Regions from separate parts of the Mus musculus genome. Here regions 2, 3, 4 and 5 are each linked to region 1. Evidence: chromatin contacts called from public Hi-C, HiCAR-type, HiChIP or PLAC-seq and promoter capture Hi-C data. All regions are on one chromosome and are shown on one strand. The core of a region is the stretch at or near the end of the contact, and the rest is flanking DNA. Distances in the headings are between cores, read along the strand shown.

Evidence for each region. Promoter capture Hi-C pulls out the DNA fragments that hold promoters and counts their contacts. A called contact is a pair of places that touch in the nucleus more often than the background predicts. HiCAR-type assays count read pairs that join an accessible place to other places. HiChIP or PLAC-seq counts read pairs in DNA pulled down with a chosen protein or histone mark.
Region 2: a Hi-C map of B cells shows a contact between it and region 1, with 6 read pairs. The contact joins the promoter of Shisa5 here to the promoter of Map4 in region 1. A contact is called at or near these places in 1 of 484 Hi-C or Micro-C datasets (B cells) and 1 of 115 datasets of contacts at active chromatin or transcription factors (large pre-B cells).
Region 3: a contact with region 1 is called in a HiCAR-type map of astrocytes, with 5 times the contacts expected there. The contact joins the promoter of Plxnb1 here to the promoter of Map4 in region 1. A contact is called at or near these places in 1 of 39 promoter capture datasets (cranial neural crest), 2 of 484 Hi-C or Micro-C datasets (both in embryonic stem cells), 12 of 115 datasets of contacts at active chromatin or transcription factors (T-cell acute lymphoblastic leukemia, astrocytes, cardiomyocytes and 7 more) and 1 of 9 other capture datasets (macrophages).
Region 4: a contact with region 1 is called in a FOXA1 HiChIP or PLAC-seq map of pancreatic cancer cells. The contact joins the promoter of Atrip-trex1 here to the promoter of Map4 in region 1. A contact is called at or near these places in 3 of 39 promoter capture datasets (the C10 cell line, cranial neural crest and liver), 2 of 484 Hi-C or Micro-C datasets (B cells and embryonic stem cells), 10 of 115 datasets of contacts at active chromatin or transcription factors (SST interneurons, T-cell acute lymphoblastic leukemia, cardiomyocytes and 6 more) and 1 of 9 other capture datasets (macrophages).
Region 5: a promoter capture Hi-C map of erythroid cells shows a contact between it and region 1, with 5 times the contacts expected there. The contact joins the promoter of Klhl18 here to the promoter of Map4 in region 1. A contact is called at or near these places in 1 of 39 promoter capture datasets (erythroid cells) and 1 of 115 datasets of contacts at active chromatin or transcription factors (memory CD8 T cells).

The regions. Positions count from the first base shown.
Region 1 is chr9:109,930,364-109,933,063 of GRCm38.p6, reverse strand. Map4 (microtubule-associated protein 4) reads right to left here and starts at 1,290. Exons shown (of 19, transcript NM_001205330.1): 1 at 1,124-1,290.
Region 2 is chr9:109,037,217-109,039,916 of GRCm38.p6, reverse strand. Shisa5 (shisa family member 5) reads right to left here and starts at 1,350. Exons shown (of 6, transcript NM_025858.3): 1 at 1,153-1,350. The coding sequence starts at 1,222.
Region 3 is chr9:109,094,136-109,096,835 of GRCm38.p6, reverse strand. Plxnb1 (plexin B1) reads right to left here and starts at 1,400. Exons shown (of 38, transcript NM_172775.2): 1 at 1,191-1,400. Gm7628 (predicted gene 7628) reads left to right here. Exons shown (of 2, transcript NR_168955.1): 2 at 1,004-2,700.
Region 4 is chr9:109,072,728-109,075,427 of GRCm38.p6, reverse strand. It overlaps Atrip-trex1 (Atrip-Trex1 readthrough), which reads left to right and starts at 1,331. Exons shown (of 14, transcript NR_153412.1): 1 at 1,331-1,769; 2 at 2,691-2,700. Atrip (ATR interacting protein) reads left to right here and starts at 1,304. Exons shown (of 13, transcript NM_172774.3): 1 at 1,304-1,673; 2 at 2,691-2,700. The coding sequence starts at 1,424.
Region 5 is chr9:110,475,353-110,478,052 of GRCm38.p6, reverse strand. Klhl18 (kelch-like 18) reads left to right here and starts at 1,359. Exons shown (of 10, transcript NM_177771.5): 1 at 1,359-1,587. The coding sequence starts at 1,459. It overlaps Kif9 (kinesin family member 9), which reads right to left and starts at 1,059. Exons shown (of 21, transcript NM_001163569.1): 1 at 939-1,059.

The DNA.
Region 1 (2,700 bases), core at 41-2,540:
CTGGGCTGAGTGAGCAAATTACAAGCACAAATATCCCCTGATGCAATGCCACAACCATCCCTGGGAAAGAGCAGAGGCAGTTGCCAAAAGCGCAGCAGTAGGAAAACGGGCGGGAGACACTCGCAGGGAGCAAGAAACACTGCAGAGGCCCTGGGGAGAAATTCTGTAACTGGACCAGCGGAGGGCAAGGAGAAAGGGGGATTCCAGCAAAAGGCTGGGTAACACTAATCTTGCCTGAGAAGTACAGGCTACAACTCCGCTCCAGGAGGGGGCGAGTTCTGGATTCCTAAAACACAAACCTGTGGGGAAATCAGCCTCTTCCCCTAAAGACCAAATGCATTTAATCTACACAATCCAAGAGATAAGCAAACCCTCCCCAAAACGCCCAGGAGGCAATCTCAAGTAAAGTTGAGTTCCGACAGTAACAGTCCAAAAGAGCTCGTCCCGGGTGCTAAAATAAACCACAATCTCTGCTCCGAGTAACGTTTCCGACAGCCGCTGCTAGCCCTGGTCCCTGTTTCCGGACTCCGCACCCTTAACGTGACCCCTTTTGCATTCCCGAAGCCAGACACTAGATGCGCGTCAGTCCCCAAAGTGTGCGGGACCCACGCACACAAGGGCTCGAGTTGGATTCTCCAGACCACCCCTCGGCCCCACCCATAACCCCCAGAAGGGACACGCAGAGCTCGCCTCAGTCCCCACATACACGGACGCCCCTCCTGAAGCCTGGAGAAACGACCCCGGCGTCCTTCTGCATCCCGAACCCCACCCAAGGGCCCAGGCTGCAGTCGACCCTCAGTGTCCCGGCTCAGCACATGCCCAGCCTGAGGCAAGCCCCTCGGCTCCACAACCTCCGAAGCCCTGATACAAAATCTCTCCGCCCGCCTCGCCCCCTACGGTCCCCTCAGAAGGCGTCTCAGAAACTCCGAAGGTCACGCCCGCAGGCCCCCCACCAGGCCCCCTCTCTCAACCACCCCGGCGTCCCGTAGGCGGACAGCCACCGCCCTTCCCCGCCTCGGGAGGGACCTGCGGGGTCCCCGGCGGCCACCGCGAGAACCTGGGCGGGAGTCGTGGAGGTTAGTGAGGAGGCCGACCCTCCGATCTCAATCACAGCCGCACCTACCCGCCGCCGCCGCCGAGCCCAAGCCGGAGCCGCAGGAAGCCGGGAGAGGGCAGAGAGGAGCCGGGAGCAGCCGGGAGGAGCCGCAGAAGCCACAGACCTAGCCGGAGGGGCGGGGCACAGGGAGGTGGCCGCTTCCTCGTCGCCCTCTTGAAGGCCGGCACGAAGGCGGAGCGTGCTCGCCGTCAGCGGGTGCCGCCCCAGCCAATGGGCGCCACCGAAGGGCGGGCCGAGGCGCCGCGAACCAATCCACGCCGGCCCCTACTCCTCGCCCTCTCCGTGGAAGCAGCACGAGTGGCGGACCGTTGGCGCGGCGCGCGTCGGGGGTCTAGACTGCGGCCTCCCGCCCGCGGATGCCTCAGCGAATGGCGAGGCTCAGGCCGCCTCCGCCGTTCTGAGAGGGCCGCCGCTTCCTTTTCCAGCAGAAAGGATGCTAGTGTCAGGCGCACGCGCCTGCGTACGGGTGGGCCTGAGTGGGCCCCGCCGGCCCTGACTGGTGGGCTCTATGATGTAATCTGGGAGGGGCGGGGGCGGGGCCTTGGGTTCACTGCTAACCGCGAGGAACTGACTGGGAGCTGAGGGCGCAGCTCATAGTAGCTGCCTGAAACGTGGCTGGACCAAGTTGAGAAGGAACATTGTTGAATGCAAAACTGATTATATGGGGCCGGGCGTGGTGGCGCACGCCTTTAATCCCAGCACTCGGGAGGCAGAGGCAGGCGGATTTCTGAGTTCGAGGCCAGCCTGGTCTACAAAGTAAGGTCCAGGACAGCCAGGGCTCTACAGAGAAACCCTGTCTCGAAAAACAAACAAACAAACAAGAAAAAACTGATTATATAATTGGGAGTGTATTTAGTAACTTAAATAATTTCATGTTTCTTTTAGTTTTTTTCTTTTTTCAACGTAGTTACTTGAAAACTTAAAGATCACCTTTGTTCTGTTTTGGGTTTTTTGCACAGTGCCTCCCACCATAGCGCAGGCTGGCCTGAAATTCACTTTGCATCACCCACCTCCCTCAGAGTGATGGCAATCCCTCAGCCTCAGCCTCCTGAGTGTTGAGATTACAAATTTGAGCCGCCATACACAGCTAAAATTACCTCCTCCTACTCTCCTCTCCCCGCCCCCCTCCTCTAGAGTGTCACTACGGTCACATTATATTGCCTGTGCATAGTACTGGTCCAGAAGAAATAGTGATACCCAACTCCTTTATGCTTATTCCATGATCCACATATCTTAATCATCACAAGAGCCCTACATGGTTAATATATCCTCAGTGCCCTTTGTAGTTTTAGTTATGAGCCTTATCTTTAATAGTTTAATTTTCTCTCCAGCACTCCTCATTCTCATTATGTTAACAGGCAAGTTTAGTAACACCACAGTGTCAACAAGACAATGTTTGGCTAGTGGGGCTTTAACTTCAGTAGCCAGGTGCTAGGATTGTAAACTCAGGCATATAGGGGTTACCAGGAGAACTTGGTTAGGAAGTACAGCTGTGCTTTTGTAGCCTTAGGAAAGGTAAGCCTCAGTTTCCTCGTTTATGAAAATTAGATAATAGTCACTCTCAATAAAGTTACTAATAGGAT
Region 2 (2,700 bases), core at 101-2,600, 890 kb after region 1:
AGTCCTGAGCCAGCACATGAACCCTGGTCAGAGAGCCCAGCCAGATCAGGCAGGAGATAGAGCATGTGCCTTGGGGCTACTAGAATGAGGCCCAGGGGAAGAGGTGCTATGACAGGCTGTGAAAAGTTAACTTGGAGGTAAAGAGGGCTACAGTTTTGTTGTTTTGGGCCAAACCTTGCTATGAAATGGGTCTATCTGACCACTGCAGGCTTAGCCAACTCACCACATGAAAGTGAGCCAGGCTGCGATTCGGAGGCTGAACAGCCCACACCAGTGAGACTTCTTGCTTTCTTTTTAGGGTAGGGTCTCACTATATAGCCCTAGTTCACCTGGAAACTCACAGCCTAGACCAGACTGGCCTCAAATTCACAGAGATCCTCCTGCCTCTGCCTTTGGAGTGTTGAGATTAAAGACAGGTGGCATCTACTGATGTCCACACCAGTGGGTCTTCAAGGCTGAGACCCTCCAGACACAGAACGAAACTCTCTATAGTCTGAGTTGTCCCGCTCTCCCAGAGCCTCACTCGGGGGATGGGCTGACTCTGTTCTCATTTCCAAATTCATGTCAGCCCTCAGGAAACAGCCCTTTTCCTCCAGGAAGCCACCCATCACAACAGAATCAGTTTCCCATGACCGGCAGGGGACTGTTCCAATACACACCCGAATAGGCCCCCAGCCTGCCCTCCCAAGCCCAAGTGAGTCATCCCTCTAATGATGAAAAGGGAAAGAGGTGTCTCCTCCCCAAGCCAGCCTTAGGGCCCAGCTTCTCCTGGAACACAGGGCTGTAGAGGCAACAGGCGGCGGGGCTCCCAGCCAGGAAACAAGCTGAGAGGGAAAGTCTTTGCTGGAAGGGCCAGGCTGTCTTTGAGCCTGAAGCTAACCCCAGGCGGGAGTCTTGCTCCAGCCCCTGGAACAGGTAGGGCCTTCACACCGTGAAGGACACAACAAAGGTAGTCAGTATCAGCTCAGGAGGGAAGAGGTGACAAGATGAAGTCAGTGGTGGGGTTCGCAGACGCCCCCCTGGTTTTCAGGGAGTCAAGTCGAAGCACTCCAAGGCTGGTCCTGTCTGGCTCATTCCAGAGACAGCTAGGGGAAGTGTCTGACCCGACCCGGTCCCTAGGGAGCACACACCGCCCCCTCCTCCCAGGCTCACCACCCGGAGGCGGCGGCAGCAGCAACAGCAGCAGCAATAGGGTCCACAGAGAGGGCGCCGGCGCAGCCATGGCGGGACAGACCAACGGACGGACGAACAGACGGACCAAGCCCAAGACCACGGTGCCGCCGCAACCTCCGCGACCAGCGCGGCCCTAGCCTCCTTGCCCCGCCCCGGCCGGTTTCCGGAACCCCCGCCCGAGAGGGGAGGAGGTGGGAGGGAGGGGGAAGAAGTGGGAGGGAAGAGAAGGGAAGCGGCCGCCCCTCCCAGCCTGGCCATGGGAGTCCCTCCAGCACCGGTCCACGAAAATTTGAGACAGGTTTCCCAGATGCAGGAGGAAGGGGCTGGTGCATCCAAGTTGCCCTCTGCTCACTGCATACTTTTGCGGAAAGACCCCCCCCCCTTGCAGCTGACTTAGGTGCTAGAAAAGGATCTCTGTGGCAACGTTATCCTAACACTTGAGCGCCAGCAGTGTACAGCTGGTGCGCGCCTCCAATTTGCCCTCAGGGAAGCTGCGATTTTCTTGCTGGCTCCTTGGAGCCTCACACAGATTCACCGGAGGAGGATCCCGCTGCTTGAAGCAGGGAATGGTGCTCAACAAAGTCAAGTCCCTTTTAGCAGATTTCCAGGACCTCAGTCTGAGGAATGTCACTCCCCAGTGACCAAGACCACCTCCAGGTAACTGCTCACCCTGGCTCAGGGATCCAATCCTGAGTTAAGAACTAACAGCTCCTAGGGTACACACAGGCTGCCCCTTCCCCTCAATGTGGGACAAAGTTCCTAACAAGGCCAGGGAACGGAGGAATGTGAACTTGCACTGCCCAGGAGTACTGGTTAGTTTATATTGTTCCTCCTATAGGGTTGCAGACCCCTTTAGCTCCTTTGGGTACTTTCTCTAGCTCCTTTATTGGGGGTCCTGTGTTCTATCCAATAGACTGTGAGCATCCACTTCTGTATTGGCCAGGCACTGGCATAGCCTCACAAGAGACAGCTATATCAGGGTCATATCAGCAAAATCTTTTTTTTTAATTTTTTATTAGATATTTTCTTTATATGCATTTCAAATGCTATCCCAAAAGTTCCCTATACCCTCCCCCCGCCCTGCTCCCCTACCCACCAACTCCTGCTTCTTGGCCCTGGCATTCCCCTATACTGGGGTATATAAAGTTTGCAATACCAAGGGGACTCTCTTCCCAGTGATGGCCGACTAGGCCATCTTCTGCTACATATGCAGCTAAAGATACGAGCTCTGGGGGTACTGGTTAGTTCATATTGTTGTTCCACCTATAGGGTTGCAGACCCCTTCAGCTCCTTGGGTGTTTTCTCTAGCTTCTCCATTGGGGGCCCTGTGTTCCATCTTATAGATGACTGTGAGCATCCACTTCTGTATTTGCCAGGCACTGGCATAGCCTCATACGAGACAGCTATAACAGGGTCCCTTCAGCAAAATCTTTCTGGCATATGCAATAGTGTCTGGGTTTGGTGGCTGATTATGGGATGGATCCCCAGGTGGGGTAGTCTCTGAATAGTCCATCCTTTCATCTTAGC
Region 3 (2,700 bases), core at 151-2,650, 840 kb after region 1:
CTCTTTAAAGGCAGAGAGTACCTGCTTTTTATAAGAAGGCTCCAGTAACCAGCAGACCCAACGCAGAGCAGGTGTTCCCTACATGGTGACAGAGCCCCCATTTCACTGCCAAGGAGATCCAGACTAGAGGGGTAATATGGAGCTCACACTCCGCTTTCAAGCCTCTTAGCATCTCAAAAGCCGAGGAATCGGCCCAGTTTTATTAATGATCGGACTAGGGCTTATTTGGAGCCAAGCCTCACGTCCCTAACTTGCACTGCCAGTATCTCCTCCCTAACTCCCCACATCTCAGGCTGTCCAGGCTCATCGCCAAAGTCTAACTAACTCTGCCTGTGCCCAGGCCTGCCCCATAGGCCTCTTTAGAACCCACACTCCCCGAAACCCTACGGCAGGGCCCAAGACTGGTTGCCTGACTTCTGCAAAGGACAAGCAACACCTAACCCTCTCCTGCAGCTGCTCTCACAACCAAGAAGACTCACAAATTCAGCCCCTTCCACATCTGCACTTGTCTGGGAGTTGGGGGAAACTGGCCTTCCCTTTCTGAGCTCGGCCACCCACACTCCCGCCCCTATCCCAGTATCCACTTAAAAGGGAGAGTTACTTTTTGACAGTGAAGTGGTGTGCACTACACACCTGCCGTCTGGATGTTGAGTAGGGTGGAAGGGAGCCATCATTTACCAGACACCCGCCATAAATTAAGGCGCTCGTCAAGCACCGGCTGGGTGTGTGGGTACCGAGACAGAGTCCAAGTGTTAAAAGGCTCGTGGTCCTCCTTTGTCAGTCTCTGCCTGAAAGATCTGTTATCCTATGGGGAAGCCTCCACTTCCTTGCTTCGACTCATCCTCAACCCTCCTCCCTCCGCCGCTCCACGGGACAAAGACCCCACCAGTGGCCCAGGGAGGGCGGGGAAGGGGCCGGCCGGTCCCGAAAGCGGCGGTGGCGGCAGCGAGGAGGGGGCGCGGAGGAGCAGCTCCACCTCCTCTGTCTCCCAATCGCGTTACAGGCGGTGCCGCCAGAGTTTGCCTTCGCGCGCGCGAGTGTGGTCCCAACTCTGAGGACCGAAGCCACCCACCGGAGACACCACTCCGGCTGCCTGTGCCCAGCGGGATCGAGGCCTCGGGCCGTTCCACCTGGGTGCGCGCGGCTCTCGCCTGCAACCCCGCCTTCCCTGCCCAAGTCTCGCAACTCACCGCCCGACCCTCCTGCGGGATGCGCGCGGCGAGGCGTCCGCCCGCAGCTCCGGGCTAGCTCAGATCTGCGCGCGGCGGCCTTCCCTCCCCTCGGAGGTGGGTCTGGCGGAGCCGCAGCTGTTACCCGGAGACCGAGGGGCGGAAAAAACTGCGCCCGCCGCCCGCCCCTCCCGCCGCGGCGCTGCCTCCGCTGGGAACAAAGGAGACAAAGCCGCGTCGGCCGGCCCGGGCTCCGCTCCTTCCACCCCCCCACCCCCCGCCCGTCGGGCCGCCCTCCCCCCGCGCGCCGCCCGGACCAGGCCGGAAGCTGCCGGGAGAACGGGGTACGCGGCCCCAGCCATCCGGGACCCCGCATTCCGGTCCCGCGGGATCCGAGTTTGTGAAGGGCCTGGGGGGGTGATCAACCCCTCTCATTAAATGGGGGCTGCAGCGCCCGGGCGGTAGTCATGGCAACGCAGACGTGTAGGGTGAGGAGCGGAGCCGGGAGCGTGGGCGGTCCGCCCCGCCCAGCCGGGCCTCACCTGCGCGCCGCTTAGGACCAAGAGGCTACGGCCATGGTTGCGAGCCTTATTACCTGGGCGTTGAGATACAGCACTGGAGCCTTTCCCCGTCCTGCCAGAGTTCGAGGGACTTGTGCCCCACACCTGCTCTGCCTGTTCCATAACCACCATCTTGACTATCCCCAACGCACCTCGCCCAGCGCCCGGAGCGCCCTCATTCCCTTCTAGATCCCGGCCCTTGGAGCCATCCTCTCCCCCCAACTTTCTTCACCTGGTCTCCTAGACGCCAGCTTCTCCTCTTCTCACCTGGCCCTGCCCACCTTTCCTTCTTTCAATACTCCACAACACCCAACCTCTCCTTCCGGCCCCCACCCCTGGCTGTTTGAAGAGAGCCCGGGCTTTGGACCTGAGTTTGCGCCATCACTAAGCCATGTAACCTGACACCCCTTCCCCCCCCACACACACACACCCCGACCTTTTTGCTCCCTGACTAATAGGGGGTAATACCACCAAAGCTGAACTGTGTAAGCAGGGCATACTGGCTGTGAGGTGCAGAAGTAGGGTCTTATTTCCTTCCCTCCTCCACGGCCTGTACCTGGAGCCATGCAGAACTCAGAAGCCTTGAGCAAGTCTGGACTCCCTCCTTGGAAAACACCTGGGTCTTTCTGGGAAGGAAACCCTGGGCAGAGGTTCTCTCCTGAGGGCTTTATGCAGGGCGGTTCACACCCGGGCTTGCCAATGGCAATCTGTGGAGCCAGGACCTGACCCATCCTGAGGGCTTTTGAAGGACTTTGGCTCAAGGCCATTGGCATAGTGTCCAGAAAGGGAAAAACTGCATATACGTCACCTGGAAGCCTCTAAGGTTAGAGGGCTCTAAATCGGGGGAAGCCGTCTTCCGTATCTGCCACTTCACTAAGGGCTGATGCCAGGCTGCTCTACCATCACACCCTCAGACTCCCGTGGGGTGGGGTGGGGGTGGGGTGCTGGCTTGATTTATGTCAACTTGACAG
Region 4 (2,700 bases), core at 82-2,581, 860 kb after region 1:
TCAAAAACAAAAAACAAAAACAAAACAAACAAACAAAAACTCATGTCTATAATCCCAGCACTCAGCGGGAGGAAGGACATTCTGGAGTTCTGGGCCAGCTTTGGTTATATGTCTTGACATATAACCAAAGGGGGTGGGGGGCTGCTGGGAGACTTGAACATTCAACATTATGTTGGGCAGCTATGGGAAAACTACCAGCAGCTGAATCAAGAAACTAAGGCAGTTCTAAGTGATGCAATGCCTTCTGACCACTGTAGGCACCAGGCATACATGCATGTGATGCACATACATACATGAAGGTAAAACACACATAAAAAATAATGAGGCAGGGGTGGGGTGGGGGTGGGTTGGCAGGCCTAAGGCATTCTAAGCCTGAGCGCTCTCCTTTCCGCCCAACGCCTCAGCAAACATTGGTAGGTTCACAAACTAAGTCTGGCATTGAGCAAACGGAGTAGAAAAGTCTTGATCTTGTTGCCTTCCAATGCTAATCCGCCATTTCTGGTATCTGTTCTGCCCACCACTTCAGCTCATAAAAGCCAGTCATACACCCAAGCCCAACTCAAATCATTGCTCCTCCATGAAGTCTGTCGCAAAGAGGAGGCATCCACCTGGCATCCTTGTCGAAGATGAATTTTTCTCAGAAACATCATGCGTCTGCCTCCTAACCCATTTTTCTTGCTATTTCCCCCTCAATCTGTTGGGTAATTCAAGGACCACTCCCAGCGAGCCTTCCTTGACCTCTTGAGCTTCATTGTCTCTACGCAACCAGCGCTCAGGACATAAAGACTCTCCAAGAAATAAATGGAAGTTAACAGTTGGAGCAGTTCCGAATAGGCACGCCGTTCTCGAGACCATCCTTCCCAGCCTTTTTTTTTTTTTTTTTTTCTCAAATATACATACTTGAAACATTTGTTATCCTGGAAGATCTCTGCTTCCAGGAAGAAAAGCATTCCTTCTCCTCCCCAAGTCTGCTCTTCCCAGCCTCCTCCCTAAAAGAGTCTCTGGACATGAGAGAGGTGGGTCAGCCGCGAGGAGTGAGGTCAGGGAGAGCTGACCCCTGAACGCTGCCTGCTTCTCTAGGGCTCTGTATTCTACACAGTGCCACGGGGAACCGCCTCAGGTGTGGTCGGGCAGACGCTCCTCGATCTCGCAACCGGGATAATCCTGACAGCACTGTAGTACCCTGGCATCACCGGGGACCCCTTCGTACTGAGCCCAGACACGCAGGAGCCTGTCCCGGGTAACGGCGCGCTCTGTACACGTCACCCATCTGTGCCCGGTAGCTGGCAGCTGATTGGCCCGCAGGCTGGGGAGACGCTGGAAGGCGAGGGGAACGGCGGCGCGCGGGCGGTTGGGCCAGCTCAGGCTTTCTGTGGACAAGGCTGTGCTTGGCGTCTTCGGATGCTGCGGGTTGAAGGTAGTCATGGCCGGGACCCCCGCACCGAACAGCCACAGGAAACAGAGTGGCGGCCTGGAGCCTTTCCCCGGTCTGTCTCGATCCATTGAGAACCCTCCGAGCAAGCGGGCCCGGAGCTTCTCTGAGACCACAGTCCCGGACCCCGAAGACCCATTCGGTGAGCACGCGGAATTTACTGCGGACGACCTAGAGGAACTCGACATCCTCGCGTCACAGGCCCTGAGCCAGTGTCCCGTCGCGCCTCGGAACCTGTCCAGTGAGTGCCTGAGGGGCCTTTTCCCCCGGCGGGTGGTGCAGACCTCTGATTTGGCGGTGAGACATCCAGAATGTTAAATGGCCTCCCATTTAGATGGTATGCACCCCATTGTAACCCTTGGGCAGAAGAGCATTAGAAGGCGTCTGACAGAGGCAAGAGATGAAAGAGAGTCTTACACAAAAATGCCAGTTGCCCAAAGGTTAGGCATGGCAAACAGGCAATGGGCAAGAAATGCCAAAGCTGCTTTTCTTCTTAGAGCTTACACTCTTGGGGAATAAGTTAAGTGTCAGGAGGGTTTGATGGGCACCTTGCGAATGTACTTAGCACTTACAGCATCTGAAAAATAGGATTATCCCTGGAAATGTGGCTGGCCCTCCATCTCTCCAGCAATATTGCATGGAAAACCAGGCATTGGAAAACACTCATTGCTGACCAGCTGTCATATGCGGCAGTGGTTAGACGCAACTTTCCACGAAATGGCACAAAGCAATGCTGCCTCCCCCTTCCTTGGCCCTACATCACCCGGTACTCTACCTTACTCCATCCCTGGAGCCCCACCTCCCCCTGGAATGTATCCATTTGGTTCACCATCAGTCTTTAAAACCAGCAGATCCTATGCCTAACATGTTGTAGTAAATAGTAGTTATGGTAGAGTCACAGCCAGTGCAATCTCTGTTCAGCTATGAGCTGAGAGTCTAGAAAGTGGGTGAGGTATAAAGCGAGAGAATTCAGATATGCTATGCCATAAGGATTCTTTATGTGTTTATACCATGCTCGGAGCTGTTACCTGGGTCTTTCTCAACTTGGCTTTCAAGAGTGACTCCTTCTGCATTTTATGACAAAGGTGGATACATACTGAGCCCCGCAGTATACATGGGATTATTTTTTCCAGACAGGTTCTCGATCTCTAGCAAGGCTAGCCTTGAATTTGAGATCCCCATAGCTCTACTTCACAAGTGTTGGGATTGCAGTTCTGTGCCACCATGCTCAACCTAAGGGCAACTACTTTTTATACAGGTGCTCATAA
Region 5 (2,700 bases), core at 110-2,609, 540 kb before region 1:
CTGGAAGTCAGAGGGTGACTGAATCTCCATAGGTGGGTCCACCATCTTCAGCCACTACTGAGAGAGTGCCAAGGTATGTGATATGTCACTCCCCTCCCACACTACTCTAATCCCTGAACTTGCAGCGTTCTGGGGAGGATACTTCATTTCCCAGTACAAGAAGCCATGCTCAGTCTCAAGATACCCTCCCATTAGGTAGTGTTTTTTCCCCCTCAGGATGGAATACTCCCAGAAATCTGAACACAGTCCTTACATACTTCACATAATAAAGTGACTCTGACGAGCCACCAGGAGACCTCTGTGCTGAGAGAGTCAGTGTTTCTCCATTTGTTTTGGGCTTGGGAATGAGCAGGATATACATTAACACCCACGAAGGCTTGACAAGAAGTCAATGGGATTACTCATAGGCACTAGGCGTTCATACCTACCATGCTCTTACCTCGATCAGGGATAAAGACTAAGAAACAAACACCCTTTAAACCCACAACACTGGGTCCTACTGCATCTCAGCATGAGATGAACCCAAAGTTTGCACCCAGGCAAAACTGGCCACTCTCCTATTTCTCACCCAGTGTGTGGAATGCTTTTCTAAAATGTGTGTGACAGATTGCCTTGGTCCCATTCCTGTGCCCCTCTAGAGGGTTTTCCTCTTCGGTAGTTAGAAGGCTCTAAGTGATGACACCGTGTCTTAATGATCTCTGACACTCAAACTCACGCCCTCTCCGTCTAAGGCAAGTCGTGGGACCTCAGTGGAGACTCGTGGGACTAAGGAACATCAGAAACTCCTAGCTCCCCTAAGCTGCGACCAGGTTGAAAGGAGCATCTCCAGGGGTGTCTCCGATTTTTTTTTTTTTTTCACAAATAAAAGAACCAAAGGAGTTAGGAACCCAGCCACTGACAGCAGCTGGGAGGATATCCCCACCAGGTTTCCCTTTTACCTAACGCCACCGGCTCGTGACCACTGCTCACCTCGCGGGGCAGTGGCGCTCGGGTAGAGCGACCGCTAGAACTGCAGCAACTTGAGGGAGCTCTGTTCGCAACCAGGACAGCTAGCCGACTGGCTGTGTACACAGTCGCCATGGCAACAGGAAGCCTGCAGGGATTACGGAAGTAGTGTAGGGTGGTGGCGGAATTTAAGCCCACATTTCTCCGTTAAAGATACAGGGAAAGTCAGAGCTGAACAAAGAAGACAGAGATGGAGTCAATTAACCTGGAAGGCTTAGAGTAGCTGTATATGCGAAGCCTGAGTTTGAGTTACGGGGGGAAAAAGGCTATGTATAAACCAGGAAGCGGGGCAGCGAGACTTCCGGTGTCGAGGACTTTGTGGGTACGGTGGCCGCGCAGGCCAGTGAGATTCCGGCTTCGCGTTCTGGGCAGCCTTCAGCGTGAGCCCTTGCCCCGCCCTGGTTAGTGTGAAGCCTGCTGGCCAGGCCTGCGCAGTTGCGGCGGCCGGGGAAGATGGTGGAGGACGGCGCGGAGGAGCTGGAGGACTTGGTGCATTTCTCCGTGTCGGAGTTGCCTAGTCGCGGCTACGGCGTCATGGAGGAGATCCGGCGGCAGGGCAAGCTATGCGACGTGACGCTAAAGGTACCATGGTCTGGGCGGTGGCTGGCTGAGGGGAAAGGGACTGAGCGGGAAGAAAAGGGTGGTGGACAGGGGAAGAGTGGTCCAGCCGACTGTGGGTGGAGAAAGGTTAGAGGGGAACAGAGTAGTAGAGAGCGGTGCCAAGCGCAGAGGGGGAAATGAGGCCAAGTTGGGAGAGTAAAGGGGACAGCCGTTCAGCCATTGGAAGGAAAGATTGAGAGGTGTGCCTCTGACGCCCTAAGAGCAGGAGACATTGGGGTATCCGCCTCCTTTTCTGTCATACAGAAAAGAGAAAATGTTCTTACAGGCAGACCATGGAGGAAGGGGCGGTGGCTGACTCCACATTCCGATGGGTACCACTAAGACATCCTATCTTGTCCTAAAGTCATTTCTTTGGGCTCCTTGAAGTTGGCTGTGCTGTTGTAAATGCTAAGCCTTCTCTTCAGGAGTCATTGCTTGCCCTTGGCGCTTTTAGAATCGGATCTGGAAATCTTTTGATGTGGGCTACTCTCTTCCATGCTGGAAAACAATCTACTGTCACCACCTTAAAAGGTCCTGGAGGCCAGGCTAAAGGACTGTTTGGGGAGAGGGATATTTTTGCCACCTGTTCCCATCCAGCATTCTGGTCTGGTGTCAAGGGCCAGTGCCCCCTGTGCTTTGAGTCGTGCAGGGCTGCACCTTGGTGCCCTGCTGAGCCAGGTAGATCCCTCCAGGTGGGGATACTGCCTGCCTGTGGTTTTTCCTGTTGGACCTTGCCTGGAAGGCTCTTACTGTCTCGGTGTGACACTCCCTCTTCCTGTTTCAAAACAACAGAAAGACACAGACACCTCTTAGACTTTATCTTCTACTGAGTTAAGGAAGCATTGCTTCTCCATGTATTCGAGTCAGACTGGTAGGAATGAATAGGGTGGCTCCTGGGCAGTGGTGGAGCACTCTTTTAATCCCAGCACTTGGGAGGCAGAGGCAAGCAGACCTCATGACCAGCCTGGTCTACAGAGTGAGTTCTAGGACAGCCAGGTCTATGAGAAACCCTGTCTCAAAAAAAAAAAAAAAAAAAAAAAAAGTTGAATGGTTAATGGTTTGGCACTTTAAAAAGCAAAACAAACTGAGGGTGGC